2 separate regions of the Mus musculus genome follow, and region 2 is linked to region 1. Evidence: chromatin contacts called from public promoter capture Hi-C data. All regions are on one chromosome and are shown on one strand. The core of a region is the stretch at or near the end of the contact, and the rest is flanking DNA. Distances in the headings are between cores, read along the strand shown. Region 1 has its middle 7.0 kb from the start of Gm26046. Region 2 overlaps Uhrf2 (ubiquitin-like, containing PHD and RING finger domains 2).

Region 1 (3,020 bases), core at 61-2,560:
CAGTGGGGGAGGTTGAAGAATGCACTTTAAGGGGCATTCCAGGTGCGTCTGATTGAGTTGGCCCTGTGTTTTGGGTAATAATAAAAACACGTCCCTGCCTTTGCCCAGAACGGTGGCAGGCGCTCTGGCTCCTCCTTGCTTAGCTCTGAGATAGGGTGACACAAGGCCCACTCCCATCACTGGATCACTCTCGGCATCTCTTTTGTTCCTCTCGGTTTATAATTTTGCCTGGGATTACAGGCCTGAAACTGTTGCCCACGCTCTCTGGCTCCTCTCAGCTTCACTTCACCAAGCTGCCATAACCATCCCATTCTCTCTCTCTCTCTCTCTTCCTCTCTCTCTCTCTCTCCCTCTCTCTCTCTCTCTCTCTCTCTCCCTCCCTCCCCCCCTCCTTCTCTCTCTTTATCTCTCTCTCCACACCTTTGCTCCAAGGATGAAAAACACTCAGATAACTTTATTATTTTAGAAATTGTCAGCTAGCACAAATTGCTAGGCACAGAATCTCCTGCCTTAAACTTTTCAGCTCGCCTGTACCAGCTTGCCTCTGCTGACTTCCTTGGCTACCTGCAGCGGCCGCTGGTTCTAACTTCCTGGAGTTACTACATGACTGTTTCATTCTTCTCCGTCCAAGGCCTAGCTGTAAAGCCCTTCTCTTTCCCTGTGTCTCTTTTTCCTCCAGGGACCCGGAAGTCCCTCCTGTCCCTTCTGCCAGCAACTGGCTCCTGGCCTCCTTTATTGACCAAATCAAGAACCAATTAGGGAGCCAGACTTCAGTATCAGCACCTCCCCCTACAGCCCTACACACTGTTTTGAGAAACATTGAATTTCCAGATGGGCAATCACCTCTGGACAAGTAAAAGAAAACAGGCAAATATTACCATCTGTTCAACTGCAGCCTTTTTCGTTTTAGAAGAGAAAAGTAAAAGATAGCATCCACCCATCAGCAAACGGTCTGCCAGCCGTCTCTCTGTAAATCTGGCAAATGCAAATTGGCATCACTCACATTTCACACAATCCTGGGATTGTAGAACTGTAGCCTGAGAGCATTTGTTTACTCCCTTATTTCTATAGATCCTATGGAAATGAGCACATTTACATGGGGTCCCAAGAAGCACACATGCACACTCATACATACATTTTACCGAAGCAAAGGTTTCATCAGAACTTGTAATATACCGATTTTGTTGTTATAATCAGATATTTCAAAGTCTAAAAACAACCCATGGCACTAGGATTAGTGTGCTAAGCCTGTTGCTTCAGAAACACTAACGTGATGTAGCTGTTTCACTTCACAAATGTTCACAAGCTAAGAGCAGGAACAGGAAGGACTCATCTCAAAATCATGTGGCTAGGAACAGGGCACCTCAAAGCTAGCACTCAGACATTAGACTTTTAATTCAATGGTATATCCACTATGATCCACTATATAGCAAAGTGTTTTATAGATCCTGGCCAGTTTTGTTTTGTTTTGTCTTGGTTGAATAGAGGGATCTATTTCTATTGACTAGATTGCTTAGTTAAAATATATTGAAGGGCACATGTCTTTTCCCTAAACACTCCACTGGGTGGCAGTGTAAACTCTTCTCATACTGAGTCACTCCAGTTTATCTGAGATAAATCCGTATTTATAATCTGTATCTGCACCCCTGGCCTGTAACTATCCAAACTGGTATTCCAGTTATTCCCACCCTGGAGAAACTATTATGTGGTAGTTGCTTTTAGTGGAGTAGATCTAAATAGATGGCTAAATACAATTATCGTAACTTGGTCATTTTCAAAAGAAGTAATCAGATTTGTAAAATACACAATTTGAAAAATGGGATACGGAATTAATCAGAGAGTTCTCAAAAGATGAAACATGCATAGCAGAGAGACACTTAAAGCAATGTTCAAATCCGTAGTCAGGGAAATGCAAATGCAAAGAACTCTGAGATTCCATCTCCAACCTGTCAGAATGGCTAAGATCAATAACACAAACGACAGCTCATGCTGGAGAGGTGTGAGGAAGGGGGAACACTTGGTGGTGGGAGCACAAACTTGTACAGCCCTGTGGTGATCAGCGTGGCAGGCCCTTGGAAAGCTGGGAATAGATCTACTCGGGCATATACCCAAAGGACTCTACATCCTGCTACAGAGATGCTTGTCCATCCATGTGTTTTTGCTAGTTTAGCCAGAAACAGGAAACAACCTAGATGCCCGTCAACTGATGACATACGGAGGTTGGGATGAGTGATGGATAATGAACATGTGGTCCATTTACAAAACGGAATATTACTCAGCTGTTTAAAAAAAAATTACGAAATTTGCAGGTGGCCAGATGGAGTTGTGGAAAAAGAATCATCCTGAGTGAGGTGAACTGAGACCTAAAGAGACACATGCTGCAGGTTTTCTCTTATATGTGGATGTAGGCTTGGCAGCCTTTGATATGCATGCTAGGGTGTACAGTAGCACAGAAGTTAGATATTTACTAAGGAACTGGTGGGGGTGGGGGAGAAGAGGATCTTTCAAGGAAGGAAAAAGTTGTGAAAAGACAGGATAGGAGCTGGAGTGTGAGGATTAAATGGGGAAGGGGAGGGGAAAAGGAGGTTTGGTGGTTTGGATGAGAATGACCGCCATAGACTCTTAGGTTTGAATGCTTGGTCTACAGTTAGTGGAACTGTGTGGGAAGGATTGGGAGGTGTGGCCTTGTTGGAGGAGGTGTGGCCTTGTTGGAGGAGGTGTGTGACTGGGTAGTGGGCTTTGAGATTTCAAAAACCCATGCCAGGCCCAGTCTCTATCTCTCATCCTGCTGCCTGCAGATCAGCCATGCCTGTCTGTTTCTTGCCATGATGATCTTGGACTAGCCCTCAAAAACTGTAAGCAAGCCTCCAGGTAAATGCTTTTTTAAAAATAAGAGTTGCTTTGGTTATGGTGTCTCTTCACAGCAACAGTAACTAAAGATGTGGGGCATAAAGGAGGGAATATGGGGAGCGACAAGCAAGACTGAGGGTTATCTGGGGGCCAGATGGTAGCCTACAACA
Region 2 (3,115 bases), core at 586-3,085, 110 kb before region 1:
CGTGAAGAGTCTGACCTAACAGATCCTCTTTATGTCCATCCATCCATCCATCCATCCATCCATCCATCCATCCATCCATCCATCCATCCATCCATCCAGAGTCACTTGCCTAATAAGCAAGTAAGTAATACCCTCATAGAAAAAAACTACTACACTCAGGCCATTAAAACAAACAACCAACCAAACAACCAAACAACCAAAGCCTCACCTTACTTTACCAAGGCCAACCCAAGATAGCACATTTACAAGCAAAGCAAATGTTTTTTTAATTAGTAATTTTTTCAGTAAATTTCAGATATAGCTAAATTTAATAATAGTGACCAATAAGCTTAATTTAGTAATGTTAACTATCTCTCAACCAAAAATGCAAAACAAACACGGAGACCCTCCACACTCGATGGAGGCAGATGCCCCATACATCATGTGAGATGTTTTAGCTGTTGCAGTGAAGAATAAAGGCAACAGTGGAAGGAAAAAGAACGAGATGAGAAAATGTAACTTATATCCAGATGACTCACAGCAGCTGTGAAGTCATGCTGCTTTAGGAGGGAAGAAATAAAAATAATACACAAAAGAGATCTCATTAACAACAAAACAGGAGACGCAGTAAATCAAGTGAGCTAATGGCTCCCATCTGAAGCCTTTTCATTTGGTGAGCACAACTTAACGTGAAATCCACACATTAGGGCTGGGGAGATGGCTCAGCGGTTAAGAGTGCCGACAGCTCTTCCAAATCCCAGCAACCACATGGTGGCTCACAACCATCCGGAACAAAATCTGATGCTCTCTTCGGAACAAAATCTGATGCTCTCTTCTGGAGTGTCTGAAGACAGCTACAGTGTACTTACACATAATTAATTAATTAATTAAAAAATTAGAAAAAAAAGAGAGAGAGAAATCCACACATTAGCAGCAGCAGCAGCAGCATCAACAATAACAACAACAAAACAAAACCAAAAACCAGGTCCCTCTATGTAGTCCTGGCTGTCCTGGAACTCAGTGTATTGTAGACCAAACTGTCCTCACACTCAGAGACAGACCTCTGTCTCTTGAGTGCTGGGATTAAAGGCATGTGAAACCAGACCCAGCTTTACTTTAAAACTTAAAAATCAAGAAGAGGTTGAAAAAAAAAGATTTTTAATTTTTTTAAAATATAGATTAAAAAAAAACCTTTAAAAATTAAAATTACCTGTATATTCTTATGTGTGTGTGTGTGTGAGATGGAGTCTGCAGAAATGGAATTACATGCAGTTGTAAGCTGCCCAAACGGGGTGCTAGTAATCAAACTTGGGTCTTCTGCAAGACTACTACAAGCTCTAACCACAGAGCATCTCTCCAATCCCAATGATATTTACATAGATCAAACTGGTTTACTTTACTTCAAAGCTATACACACAGCTGTACACACAGTTTGTTTGAAAATCATATAAACTATTTTAAACTTACATAATTAGATTATCTCATCTCTGAACTATAATATAACCAAACCTTTCAGCTGAGTTTTAGACTGAGTTTTACAACTGAAAAGTCTTCCTAAAGAGAGCACCTAAGTGTATGTTAATTTAGGATTAAAATCAACATCTAAGAAGTTTAAAATAAACTTACAGCTGTTTAAATTTATTGACTGTTATTTCTGAAAGGTCAAGTAGATAGATTGAAAAACTACATAAAATAAAGTTTGGACTTGTGAAAATCAGTTTCCATTTTTAGTATCAGAGCATCATTAGTTAAGAAAAGCATTATATACCGGTCCTTCTACAAGAGATGCAAGTACTTCATCCCACAGCTTCTGGTTCTGACAGTCTTCTCTGATCAGGCGCTGCTGCTGAGGCGTGAGCTGGAAAGCCTCTACAGCATCTGTTGAATCTGATGCCTTCAGCACTTTGGAGTCACCTGGACACTCATCTAGGTTAATTTATAAAATATGTCATTAGACCCTCACAGTTCTTAGAAACCACACAAAGGTTCACTGGTGCCAGTAATGCTCAGACCACATGTAGTCGCCTCCCGGAGTCTAGGATTCTGTGATGGTTTGTATATGCTCGGCCCAGGGAGTGGCACTATTAGAAGGTGTGGCCTTGTTGGAGTAGGTGTGTCACTGTGTCTGTAGGCTCTAAGACCCTCACCCTAGTTGCCTGGAAGCCAGTATTCCGCTAGCAGCCTCCAGATGAAGAAGTAGAACTCTCAGCTCCTGCTGCTGCACCATGCCTGCCTGGACGCTGCCATATTCCCACCTTGATGATAATGGACTGAACCTCTGAACCTGTAAGCCAGCCCCAATTAAATGTTGTCCTTATAAGAGTTGCCTTGGTCATGGTGCCTCTTCACAGCAGTAAAACCCTAAGACAGACACTTCCTACACTTGCTGTTGATGTGGCTCTGACTCTATTAAAGAGACAAACACCACCCCCCAACAAAATCCTTTTATATAATTGCTTATGCCCTCCTCAATTTATTCTCTATTTCTCTTTATCCAAGTGTGTTATCAGTCTAGATGCCCGCAGTCGCTACTTGCCATCTGAAGCTGGCCTTTTGGTGGCCTCACTGCCCTGCTTCTTTGACTGCCCCTTGGTCTTCTTGCCTTCCTTTTCCGAGGGGTAACCTGCTGGGTACTGGGGAGGGAGGAAGAGAAACAATGTCGATTTAAATTTTACAGGGGAGAAACTCCAGATCTAGAAGAAAGTTTACAGGGAGGGGAGGGGTTTTTAATGCTTGCTTTCTCCACATTTAATTTACATGAAGCAAAATATACACTTTCAGAATTCAAAGGGCAAAATATAATTGAAATCTCAAATTCTACTTGAAGCCTTACAGCCTCAACTGTTACAATGCTCCACTTTATAATTTGACTATTTCAGTTTCAGATCTAATAGAAGAAAATTTTCACATACTATGTTGGTGGCTTAAAAAATTACAAGAGAGAGAGAGAGAGAGAGAAACACTAGGCATGAAGCAAGGATCACATATAGAACTGATATTCAAATATACAAGATGAAAATTATGGCTCGCATCTTAAAACAAAATATTGAGCACCAAATTTCTCATCTCCAAAATTAGGGGATGGAAGATGATTTTTAGAAAACTAAATAGAACTTAATTTTCCATCACCTACAAG

Evidence for each region. Capture Hi-C pulls out chosen DNA fragments and counts their contacts.
Region 2: a contact with region 1 is called in a promoter capture Hi-C map of pancreatic islet. A contact is called at or near these places in 2 of 484 Hi-C or Micro-C datasets (the NIH/3T3 cell line and group 2 innate lymphoid cells), 3 of 130 datasets of targeted methods (the NIH/3T3 cell line, bone marrow-derived macrophages and large pre-B cells) and 3 of 9 other capture datasets (adipose tissue, liver and pancreatic islet).

What each region holds. Positions count from the first base shown.
Region 1 is chr19:29,977,606-29,980,625 of GRCm38.p6, reverse strand. No RefSeq gene overlaps it. Among named protein-coding and RNA genes, the nearest start is that of Gm26046, 7.0 kb to the left of the region's middle.
Region 2 is chr19:30,087,976-30,091,090 of GRCm38.p6, reverse strand. Uhrf2 (ubiquitin-like, containing PHD and RING finger domains 2) reads right to left here. Exons shown (of 16, transcript NM_144873.2): 13 at 2,516-2,612; 14 at 1,748-1,905. Among named protein-coding and RNA genes, the nearest start is that of Uhrf2, 59 kb to the right of the region's middle.